2 separate regions of the Mus musculus genome follow, and region 1 is linked to region 2. Evidence: chromatin contacts called from public promoter capture Hi-C data. All regions are on one chromosome and are shown on one strand. The core of a region is the stretch at or near the end of the contact, and the rest is flanking DNA. Distances in the headings are between cores, read along the strand shown. Region 1 has its middle 61 kb from the start of Tfcp2l1. Region 2 overlaps Clasp1 (CLIP associating protein 1).

Region 1 (6,219 bases), core at 472-2,971, 92 kb before region 2:
CAGGGCAGGGACAGAGGTGAGGGATCAGTGCCAGCCATCAATAGTCACAGCAGGTGTAACACAGGTAAGTGGAAAGTACAAATGTGTGAGACACGAGGAGAAGCCCCATCTGGTCACTGTGTATGTTGGGAATAGGGGTGTGCATGAACACAAATGAACGTTGGTGCACCCAAGTGGGCACATATACAGAGGTGGGAGGAGGACTTCAGGTGACCTACTCTGTTGATGTCCAGCTGGCTCCTTGGCAACAGCATCTCTTCCCAAACCTAGAGCCAGGCAGGAAGCAAAAAGCCAGCAACCCTCATGTCTCTGCCCTCCCCCTCCTCTAGCACTAGAGTTACAGGCATGTGCTCACAGTCGCAACTAGGCCTTTACATGTGTGTCCTAGGGATTTAAACACAGGTCCTTGTGTTTCCACAATAAGCGCTCTTACTGAGCCATCTCCCTAGCTTGCTCCCTCTTGTCTTGATCGAACATCTTCTTGTCTGGCTATGCTCTAGGCGGCTGCAACACAGAGGGTAAGAAAGAAAGGCTTACATCCCACTGGATGGCATCCTAATCCATGGGCTAGTGACAGACACAGCCCTCTGTGGCATTATGAAACAGATTCAGAAGACCGAGAGGGCATAAGAGATGGTGCGAGACTGCTACATGAAGCTATAGAGAGGCCTTCTTTGATCTTCCTGGAAGCCATTCATTCATGCTGTGGGCTGGGGGATTCACTCAGAGAGAAAGTACTTGCTGCTCAAGGCTGAGAACCTGGACTCAAATCCCAAGCACCCATGCCAGGCAGCACCCAGGTATAGTCCCAGTGTATATATTGGCACGCATACCTGCACACACATATGTGCACACACGTGAACATACAGGCATATACTGTGTGGCCTAGGTTGATCTGGAAACTCATAATCCTCCTGCCTCGTTGCTATGACTACAGGCTTGAGTCACACATGGCTTCCTAGGGTTATTTTTTTTAAAAAGAGTTATTTATTTTATGTATATGAATACACTGTAGCTGTCTTCAGACACACCAGAAGAGGGCGTCAGATCACATTGCAGATGGTTGTGAGTCACCATATAGTTGCTGGGAATTGAACTCAGGACCTTTGGAAGAGCAGTCAGTGCTCTTAACCACTGAGCCACCTCTCCAGCTCTCCTAGGGTTATTTTTACTGAAGATGACAAACAGACAGACCTTCCCTAAAGTCCAGACTCTAAGCAGATACAAGAGACCCTGGGATCAGGTAACCAATGGGGGGTGGAAATATGTAATCCAGGGATTCCTTATGGGGTCATGAAAGCAAAGAATGGTGTCTGGGCCTGCCAGGTCAGGAGGTCAGGAGTGAGCCAAGTAAGGGTTCTACTGAACCTGGAAAGCCAGAGAGGGGGACATCAAACTTGGGTATGTCTAAAAACAGAGAAGCACAGGTGGCCTCAAGTGAGGAAGCCATATGCACGCGCACACACACACACACACAGAGACAGACAGACAGACAGACAGACAGACAGAGGGGGGAGGGGGAAAGGGAGAGAGGGAGGGAGAGAGAGAGTGTGGGGGGAGAAAAATGAATGGAATGTGGTAAGACCTTAAAAGGCCATCTCTTTCCACACCCAGGTGAGGCCCCAGCTGCTAGAATTCTTAGTCCCCTTAAATAAGGACAGTAGAGGAACTACACCCCCTTGGCCTGGAAGTATGGCAGAGGTGGGTGAGGCCCGGAGGGAGAGTACCTAGCATCCCGTTCATGCCTGTACCAGGAAGCTGATGCAAGGGAAGCCAGAACTACCCTAGCTCTCGGGAACTGCTCTCCAGCTGGACACACCCCAAGGGCAGGTCCTTCAGCTGAATGGCACTTTTAGTTTATCGCAGTCCCCTCCTCTCCTGTCAGCTTCCCATTGTGCAATGGAATTCACAAAAGTACAAAACAGCACAGCTCGGTGACTTCACACAAAGCCACAGTCCAGAAATAGACACCTTTGTTGTGTTCCCACCAGGCACCATGGCCTCTCCCTTTCAGAGAAAGCCAGCCTTGTGACTTTGGGATAGTAGGACCTTGTCCATATACCTGGTGTCACCATGACTCCTTGGTATCCACTTTGTGGGCCTTCTGCTGTGTGTAGAGAGTGACAGAGGACAACCATGACAACTTCCTCTGGCCTCACACACCCATATCTCTCATACACAACAATAATAATAGTAAGATTACTATTACTACTAATAATAATAATTTAAAGTAAGTTTTTTTTTAAAGACAGAATCTGACTATGTAGACCCTGCAGACTTGAGGCTTAGAATTCTCTATGTAGAGCAGGCTAGCCTCCAGCTCAAAGATCAGCCTGCCTCTGCCTCCCAAGTACTGGGATTTAAAGGTGTGTATCACCATGCCCAGCAATAAATACATTTTTTAAATAATAAAATAAATCCATGCTATTCCTTGTGTGATAGGAGCATCTTCTATTACAGTAAGATGATTGTTGGAGGCATCCCAGAGGCATCCCAGATGGCCCATATGTTGGTCACAAGGATGCCACAAGGATGCCACAGTCTTGAACCAGAAGCTTTCAGTCCCCACCCCCATCATTCAGGAGAGCTGGAGACTGTGACAATGTGGCAATGCCTCTATAAAGACCCCTAATAAAGTTGAGTATGCCTAACACCCAAGGTCCCAAATTCTATCCTTAGCACACACACACACACACACACACACACACTATAATAAAGTAAAAATGTTTTGAATAGAATGAACAAACACTGACCAAATGCTGCTCTTAGTTTTGTGAGGCAACATTGTGGAATGTTGAACTTGAAGAAAGAGGCCCGAGAATCTCTCCTTTGAAGCACTGTGGGTAACCCGGAGACTCTTTTGTGATTGGCGGCTGGAGTCCGGTGGCCCTTACCTGTCTTCCCTCCGTGCTGCATTAACTCGGATCTGAACGTTGAGTTTCCAGGCTCTTGTGTCCCTGAACAAAGAATTTGACCAGGGACACATGGTTAGACATACAAGTAGAACAGAGACAGTTTAGGAAGGAAGGAAAAGCCGGGGATGGGGTTGGGGGAGGTTGGGGTGGGTGGAGAGATGGCTCAGTGGTTAAGAGCACAGGCTGCAATCCCAGAGGACCCAGGTTTAATTTCTAGTACCCACAGGGCAGCTCACAACTGACTGTAATTCCAGTCCTAGCTAATCCTACACCCTCATACAGGCATACGTGTGGCCAAACACCAGTTCACATAAAAATTTAAAAATAATAATAATTTAGAAAAGGGAAGGAGCTGGTAAGATGGCTCAGTGGGTAAGAGCACTGACTGCTCTTCAGAAGGTCCCGAGTTCAAATCCCAGCAACCACATGGTGGCTCACAACCACCCGTAACGAGATCTGACACCCTCTTCTGGTGCATCTGAAGACAGCTACAGTGTACTTATTTACAATAATAAATAAATCTTAAAAAAAAGAAAAAAAGAAAAAAGAAAAAAAAAAGGAAAGGAAAGGAAAGCAGGCTAGTGAGCCCTGGGAAAGGCGGACACTCGAAAGGGCTGGTCCAGAAGCCAGCAGCACAGCTCCGCAGATAAAGCCACTTTTGGCCAAACTTGAAGTCCTGAGTTTGATTCCCAGAACCAAAAGGCAAGAACTGCTGCCATGAATTTCCCTCTGACTTCCACACATGTAGCACGTGTGTGCACATCCTCACACATCAAACAAACAGCCAATAAGGGTAGCTGAAGAAAAGCTGTGTGCAGGAGACTCGGGACCTTTTTATAGCTGATTTACATAGCACGCACCTGGTCCGTATTTGAGTATGGCGGGCTTTCCTCCCACTTACTGGTGTATGAAGCCCAGCTCAGCTGAGAAGGGCTTCTGGGTGTTTTTTTAACTGGATTCAGGGTAATCTTGATGAGCGTCTTCACATCTCTATTCTGCCACACGGTGATGGTTTGTTGGACACCCCACTGGCAGCCAGAACAATGGAGCACTCAATGATGCGTTGTGTATGGTGTAGAGAAAACGATTTAAGCAAGCACACCCCTTACCCCCAGTGCCAAAACTGAGCATAGTATGCCCTCGGGGTGGAGTCGGGATTGCAAGTTCAAGATAAATAGTGTTCAAGGTTAGGCTGAGTTACAAAAAGAAGATGGCTCAGCCTACACAGCTTATGGTGTGGGCACCTGACTTCTTTGCTTCCTTTCAGTGGGCCTCAGTTTCCCCAGCAGCAGCAGGAACCACAGAGATTAGACTAGCTCCGAGTCCTCACACAGTCCTGAGGTTTTTCTGGGGGCCTCGGAGCACACAGCACTCTGCCTTCCAGAGTACCCCTGAGCTGCTCTCTCCTAACGGGGGTGGGGAGGGTGAGTCTACACAATTCCCTGCTTCCTACGGCATGCCCCTGGAGGCCTGCAGGCCAGTGCCACAGCTGTGTCATGCAGGAGCTTCGACCTTCAGCCCTGCCTGACAGTGGGCCTCTGTGTGCCCAGCCATGGCGGCCCCACACTGCCTGTCTGTTTTGTATACAAACATGGCCCTTGGGGCTTTGGAAGGTGCAGGCTCACTCTCTTTCCACAAACAATGCACTTTTTTTCTTAAAGTTGACAGCATATGCTTGAGTTAGTCACACAAGTAAGGGCCTTGGAAAGATCCTGCAAGAAGTAGAAGACAGTCAGCCTCTCTCTATTCCTGTCGCCATTGTAGTGCCTGGTACTGCACACTGTGGGCTCAAGAGGACAACTGGTTGGAAAAGAACATGAATGAATTATAAACAAATAGGTCCTAAAGATCAACTTTCTTCTCACCACCCCCAAGCACCCCACCCCTGCTGCCCTGAAGCACCAGGTATGGGCTCCTCAAGGAAGAGTTGTCTTGGCTTTTTTGTTGCTTTGAACAGAGTCTCAGGTAGCCCAGGTTGGCCTTGAAATCTCCATGTAGCCAACAATGAACACTAATGCCTGATTCTCTTGCCTTTACCGTCCAAAGTCTGGGACCATAGGAATGTATCACCATGCCCTGCTTATGCTGAGGATGACTTCCAGCAGGCTAAGCAAGTACTCTACCACCTGGCCTCCTTTTATAAAGAAGGGCTGACTATGGAGCCTCAATAGGGGTGCTAGAGACCTTGGTACCGGACTCAGAATACAGCCAGGCAGAACCAGTGTGGGCAACACTGGCATTTTTCTTGTTTTCTTTCTTCGCCAGTCCATTCTCACACATGCATATGCATATGTGTGGGCATTTGTATATGTTCATGTGTACAGTTGTGTGTGTGTGTGTGTGTGTGTGTGTATTTGTAAAGGCCAGAGGTCAATGCTGAGGGTCCTACTCTATCATTATTTGCCTAATTTGTTGTTGTTAGGGACAGGGTTCTGTGTAGCCCTGGCTGTCCTGGAACTCACTAGGTATGTAGACCAGCCTGGCCTCAGACTCACAGAGATCCTCCTGCCTCTCTGGCTTTCTATCTCAAGTGATGAGGTTAAAGGCATATGTCCCCCATGCTCAGCTTGCCTAACTTATTTAAACAGGATCCCTCACCAAATTCGGAGTTCACTAATTGAACTAGCCAGTACTCTAGGTACCTGCCTGTCTCCACTTCCTCAGTGCTGGCTTTTTAAAAACATATGTATTTTAAAATTTTTAAATTTAAAGTTCAGGTTCTGATGCTCAAAAGGCAAATACTCCATTGCTGATCTATGTCCTAAGCCCTAGGAAGAGGGGTTTTCTAGAGAATAACCATAGTCAGATTGGGAACCCCAGGGGGAAAGTGCCAGAGCTAAAAATAATACATCTTCATCAGACAATCTGAAGCAGAAATTTATAATTATAATAAAATAGCAGATGTAAGATTTAATAAGACAAGAGGACATGTCATGGTGTCTAAGCTAGACCTTCCTAACCTAGCTCTGCAAGTTCCACACTTCTCTGGGAGGGAAAAGATCCCTGTGTCAGGGACACGGGGTAGCAGGAAATCACAGCCCTTCCCAGTCACCAACAGGGGCCATCAGCAAGGTCAGCATAGGTGCAGGTCCAGGAGGTACCAGGGGAGTGGGGTGCTGAGGTCAAACCTTGGACACCAGAGGTCTGTAGGGTCCAAAGAGATGACTCTGCAGGGACCCCGGGTGTCACCTTTTGGTTTCTGAGACAGTGTATCATTTAAGGAAGCTGGTCTGTCTTGGTGTGTAGCCAGGGATGACTTTGAACTTCTCACCCTCCTGCCTCTGCTCCTCACTGCTGAAATTAT
Region 2 (5,373 bases), core at 1,025-3,524:
GTGACACCAGCATTCACCTGTCTGATTTCTGACAGCAGATGCAGTGTGACCAGCTGCCCCATTCTCCTGTCACCATGCTTTCCCTGCCATGTGGACTGTACCCCCAAACTGTTAGCTGAGATAAACCCCTTCTTCCGTAAGTTGTTTTTGACAGGTGCACCGTCAAAGCATTGAGAAAAGTAACCAACACACATCTAAAAGAATGAATCTGGAGTTGCTGTGTTCTGGAGAGCAGAGATCCCAGAACACGAGGAAGAAGCAAGACACAATTAACCTAAGCCATGAAAAACTTGAGGAGTGGGAGGGTAAGATGGATCAGGTGGTTAAAAGAGCCAACTGCTAAGAATAATGACCCGAATTCAATCCAGTGGAGGGCAAGAACTGACTCCTCAAAGCTGTCCTTTGATCTCTACTACAAGTGTATCGTGGCACACATGCCACCAACATATAAAACACACACACACACACACACACACACACACACACACACACACACACACACGAACTATATAACAAGGAAATACATCTTAGGCTATATACCAAAGCACAATAAATTAGTTCTTTGGAAAAAGATTAGTCTCAGGTTATTTCCCTAGCAACCAGTTGTCTGAAAAGGGGGAAGGGGGAGGGTTCCCATCATCCCTCAGTTTCCTTCTCTACCCATGGGTTGCTTTAAGGCTATAGTGCAAGAGCTTGCTGGGGAGAGCTGGGCTAGATGTGCACACAGCAAGGCCTGTGGTGGGAAACTGGCCTTTCTTTTCAACTTGGCCCAGCAGCAAGGCTGCTGTGAAGACACTAGTTCAGTGTTTCAAAAATGCACCATGCCCAGCTGCCATGGAGCACTGGAGGGAACGATGTGGGACTGACTGCAGCCACGGTGTTGTCTTTGTTGTTGCTGTAGTGCTGGTTTGGAGGACTGAACCTGGGCCTTCATACATGCCCAAGAAGCGCTCAGCCATCAGTTACATCACCAGCCCAGAGACAGTGATTTAGACTTAGATGTGGCTGATCTAAGTGCACTGATGTGTGGCAACTAGAACTGAAGATCTCACCAGGGGCAGAGTAGAACAAACAGACTTGAAGACAGAGTCAGGCCCCAGCCTCTGCCAGTTAGCCTCAAGAGAAGCCACATCCTCAGGCATCTCACAGTGAGAAGACGTCCCATGCTCCCGTCCCCCTGAGCAGGTTCAACTGTGCTGTGAGATGCTGGGAGCACACCCTTTCAGCTCTGCTGAAGGGAATCTCGCTCCAGCATCTTGGGACATCCAGGGATTTTAGAAGGTGTGGGCACGAAGCACTTCAACAACAGGGTACACTGGGCTTCTGGAAACTGGACATCAACTGCCAGGGACTGCACACGAGGATGAGCAGTTGAAGGCCTCTCTTTCCCCCAGGGTGACAGAAAGCTCGCCAGGACAGACACTGGGTTGGCAAAGAAGGAGTGTTCTGACTTCCCTCCATATGCCAAACCCTGGCTTTGGCAGGCTGCCTGTATTAGGGTAAACTTTAGGTTCTGCCCTGTGTTCTCTGTAACATAAGAAGCAAGGTTATAATGTAAGCAAACAGAGAGCAAAAGCAAACACAGGCAGCAGAAGGAAAGGAAGGTAGTTTCTCAGTAGACAAAGAGGCTGTTGGTGCTGTAGGTGTTTTAAAAGTGGGGGAGACATATAGAGTCCCCCCATTAGGGTTACAGCTGACTTCTCAGTGGACAGACTCCATCTATATTCTGATTTGGCTTCTGTCTGGTTAGAAACACAGAAACTTTCTTTTCACTGTTAAGGATGGAAGTGTTTAGCTAGAAAAAGGTAACTGACACATGTAGTTGTTTCACAGATGTTTGTGCAATGAGGAGCAAGCTCTGTGGCCCACGCTGGTCTTGATCTCTTGATCCTCCTGCACACCCAGCTTCTTAAGGAAATGTGATCATGACTCAAAATACTGATGAGTGTTTGCATAAAGATTAGGTTTCTTAATTTTAGGGCATAGGAGTTCTTGACATTTGGACTGCGTGTTTGGAGTACACCAAGTTTGATTTGGCTCTGTCTCAGATGCAGCAGAACTGGATACATTACAAAAAAAAAAAAAAAAAAAAGAAAAAAGAAAGAAAGAACAAACTGCAGGCATCCAAAAACAATGATGGCTAGAACCCAAGAGCACCTCCCAGGCACCTGAAGCTTAGCTCCTGGATTATTTGGAAGCTAAAGACATGCTGATGCCACCTTCTGGAACTTGCCAGAAAGGTGTCAACAAATACAGAAGACAAGGAGTCTTGGTGTCCAGTAGAATAACAAGGGAGCTGGGTGTGGTCACATATGTCTTTAATCCCAGCACTCCTAGAGGCAGAGGCAGGCAAATTTTTCTGAGTTTCAGGCTAGCCTGCTCTACAACAGGGAATTCCAGGTCAGCAAGGGTACACAGAGAAACCTTGTCTATAATAATAATCAGCAACAACAAACTATAATGGAAGAGTAATGTCCCAAAACAGCACAGCCAGGAGCTAGGACTTAGAGTAGAAATGGGAGAGACTAGGAAAGCTCTGGCTCCCGAGGCTGCTCTGGCCTGGTTCTGTTCCCTCAGTCAGCAGATGCTGAGGTAAACTCTTCTCATGTCTGTGGTTGTTGTTCCCATCAGGAAAATTATAAGAAGAACTGGATGGAGAGTTGTTTTGGTTTATAAAATCTTATCACTCATCTGAACCTGATAAGCATTTTTCTCTGAAAAAAAAAAAGCCCACCTACAGAGAGGGGCTTCAAAACTCCTCAGAAGGGAAGCACAAGAGCTGTGCACTCCTGACCAGTGAGTGGGCTTACTGTCAAGCTTGAGGGCCCGTGCTTACTCCCTGGTATCCACTTGGGAGAGAGAACTGTTTCCTACATGGTCCTCCGAGCTCTGTGGAGTCACTGCCGCATGCATGCCACCCCCCACCCCACCCCCCACCCACACAAGAGACTGACCTACTCATTGGGTAGATTGGGGATGGCAGGGGCAAATGGTGAGGAGTGGGAGGGGCTCTAGGAGGGTGGTGGGGTGGGGAGTGGCAGATATAGGCCCAACCCTATAGAGGGGCTGAGCTATGGAGTAATCTCGCATTCCTAAGTCCACTGTCCATCTCTAAAAAAAAAATCACAGTGCTTTCCAGTCCAATGCTGATGCTGGCCTAGCCACAGAACGCACACACACAACAGACTGAAAGCAGGCAGCACCCCAGGGATACAAGTCATTTTTACAATAATTTATATAGAGGTTTTTTTTTTAAAGTTGAATTTAAATGGCCTCTTAGATCTAGTCAATGAAATGCAGTTAAATTACATTTACTTTATTGTGTTGTGTGTCATACACAAAGTAAGTAAATAAATGTAATAACTTTTCTTCTATTTTAAGTTAGCATACTTTCTTCAACAGGAGAAGGTAAAGGGGACATAGCCACCTCACCTCACCAATATGGATACCACAGGGAAGGACACCTGTAACACCCCTAGACATCAGGAAGCCTCAGAGACATGTCCAGCATAGCCTGTGAGCACTGTGCAAATCTATCTCCTGCCTCCAAGGTAAAGCTCTGCCATCCAAAGCAGCTGCCTTCCAGAGCTGCTTAAGGCCAGGAGTCAGCTAAGGGGCAGGTGGCATGGCTCTCAGGGGTCAGCTTACCAGTACAGACTTATTCTGCCCTTCAACAGCAGCAGCGGGAGCGGTAGTACCATCCACAGGAAGGACACTGGGCTTGGCCCACTAGGATGGCAACTGCACTGGCTCCCTGACTTGGTGAGCCCCTGCATTCCCCTGCAGTGGGCTTCAGCCTGGGTACCTTCTATACCCGCCCATCCCACTCCCTGTTGCACCGGCTCTCAGCCAGTTTTCTCTCTCCTGTTCACCTTGCTGTCCTGGCTGTCTACCCTGATATTTCCAGCAGTTCTTAGTGCTCCTTGCTAGGAACCATACAGTGATCTTTGCTGTAATGAACTCACACACTACAGACTTGAAGGCTGTCCTGTCCTCCTCCCACCTGGCTCACGTCAGTGACAAAACAGTCATTAGAGGAGTCTGTATCCTAGCAGTTGCTGTCTCAACAACTAGGAACCACACAATGATGCTATCTAGGCTTCTGATTTTGTCTGTTTATTAAAAAAGCAAGAATTTCCAAAGGAAACAGGGCTTCTGGTCAAATCCTAAGATTGGGCCCAGGGAAACTAGAGCTTTAGCATGTGTGAGGATTTAGGTTTGTTACTCAGTAGCCACATAATATTGAGGCTATTATCCTGGAACTAGAAGACACACAGATAACCCTCTACTCTGGTAGCCTGGGGCGACCAGATAAGAAGAAAGCAAGGTCCACAGAGGTGTAATGACTTGTAGGTTCCTGGGTTGCTCTGCTGCCAGGAGGGTGCAGAGGGTCATTCCTGAACACAGGCTGTGGAGACAGGGCCGGCTGGGAATTTTAATTGGCACCTGAAGAGGATACCTTATCAGGAACAAGCTTACTCTGACCACAGTTATCTGTTCCAAGGACTGATCACACATACCCTACTGCTCAGGGTGGCCAGACAGCCAGTACCAGGAAGCTCCCCTTTCTGTTGTCAAGCAACTTTGGTCTGTCTCATTTTGCTTCTCTGACTCCTTGAAGTCATAAAATATAAAATTTAACTGGAAAAGAGTTAAAAACAAAACCTCTAGAGAAAAAAGTTATTAATTAGCTAAGAAATCAATTTCCTCAAATAAGTCATGCCATCTAAAACTGGATTCTGATGTCCTAGACACCAACATTTATGGTTTGCAACTAGAAATGTTTGGTGGCATTACTGTGACATGACTATTTTTTTTAATTTCTTGTCTCTCTGCCCTCTCTTGTGGGCACATGCCATGGTGCCATGATGTGTGGAAGTCCAAGGACAAGTTAGTTCTCTCCTTCCTCCACGTGAGTCCAGGATACTAACCCGAAGCTGGCAGACTGTAGGGAGAGCCTTGGTCCCGTATATACTTTTTAAAGAAGCAGGGTCATGTTATTTTGCCTAGGCTGGCCTTGAATTTTGGGGCTCAAGTGATCCCCAACTCCTGGCAACTGGGATTGCATGTATGAACCACTCTGCCTAGCCAACATTTTACTCTGTAAGTATGTAAATAGAATCAAACACTGACTAATGTGAACCCCCCCACCCCCACCCCCAACAAAATAAAATAAAATGATTGGCCAGTTCCAGCTTCCAGAACTAGAGCTGGGGCTGGCCCTTGGGAGACAAAGCCTACCTGGCTATATATAGAAACTGCCAAGTTTATACCTGCACTCACAAACAGCCCTGTATATGTGGGCTGTATGTGAGTGGACCCTGGGGGAAGGAGGGAACAGCGGGCTCTACTGAGACTCTGGTTTCCAGTCTT

What was found. Promoter capture Hi-C pulls out the DNA fragments that hold promoters and counts their contacts.
Region 1: a contact with region 2 is called in a promoter capture Hi-C map of embryonic stem cells, with 3 times the contacts expected there. The contact joins two enhancer-like sites. A contact is called at or near these places in 6 of 39 promoter capture datasets (the HPC-7 cell line, embryonic stem cells, epiblast stem cells and 1 more), 2 of 484 Hi-C or Micro-C datasets (both in embryonic stem cells), 4 of 115 datasets of contacts at active chromatin or transcription factors (embryonic stem cells and extraembryonic endoderm stem cells) and 2 of 9 other capture datasets (adipose tissue and embryonic stem cells).

The regions. Positions count from the first base shown.
Region 1 is chr1:118,685,618-118,691,836 of GRCm38.p6, reverse strand. No RefSeq gene overlaps it. Among named protein-coding and RNA genes, the nearest start is that of Tfcp2l1, 61 kb to the right of the region's middle. Within about 2 kb of position 1,721, at least 17 of the 459 cell types and tissues checked have an H3K27ac peak or open chromatin away from gene starts, as enhancers often do. A contact at or near this core is called in embryonic stem cells, where this site is marked.
Region 2 is chr1:118,594,617-118,599,989 of GRCm38.p6, reverse strand. All of the region lies in intron 40 of Clasp1 (CLIP associating protein 1), which reads right to left. Among named protein-coding and RNA genes, the nearest start is that of Tfcp2l1, 31 kb to the left of the region's middle. Within about 2 kb of position 2,274, at least 18 of the 459 cell types and tissues checked have an H3K27ac peak or open chromatin away from gene starts, as enhancers often do. A contact at or near this core is called in embryonic stem cells, where this site is marked.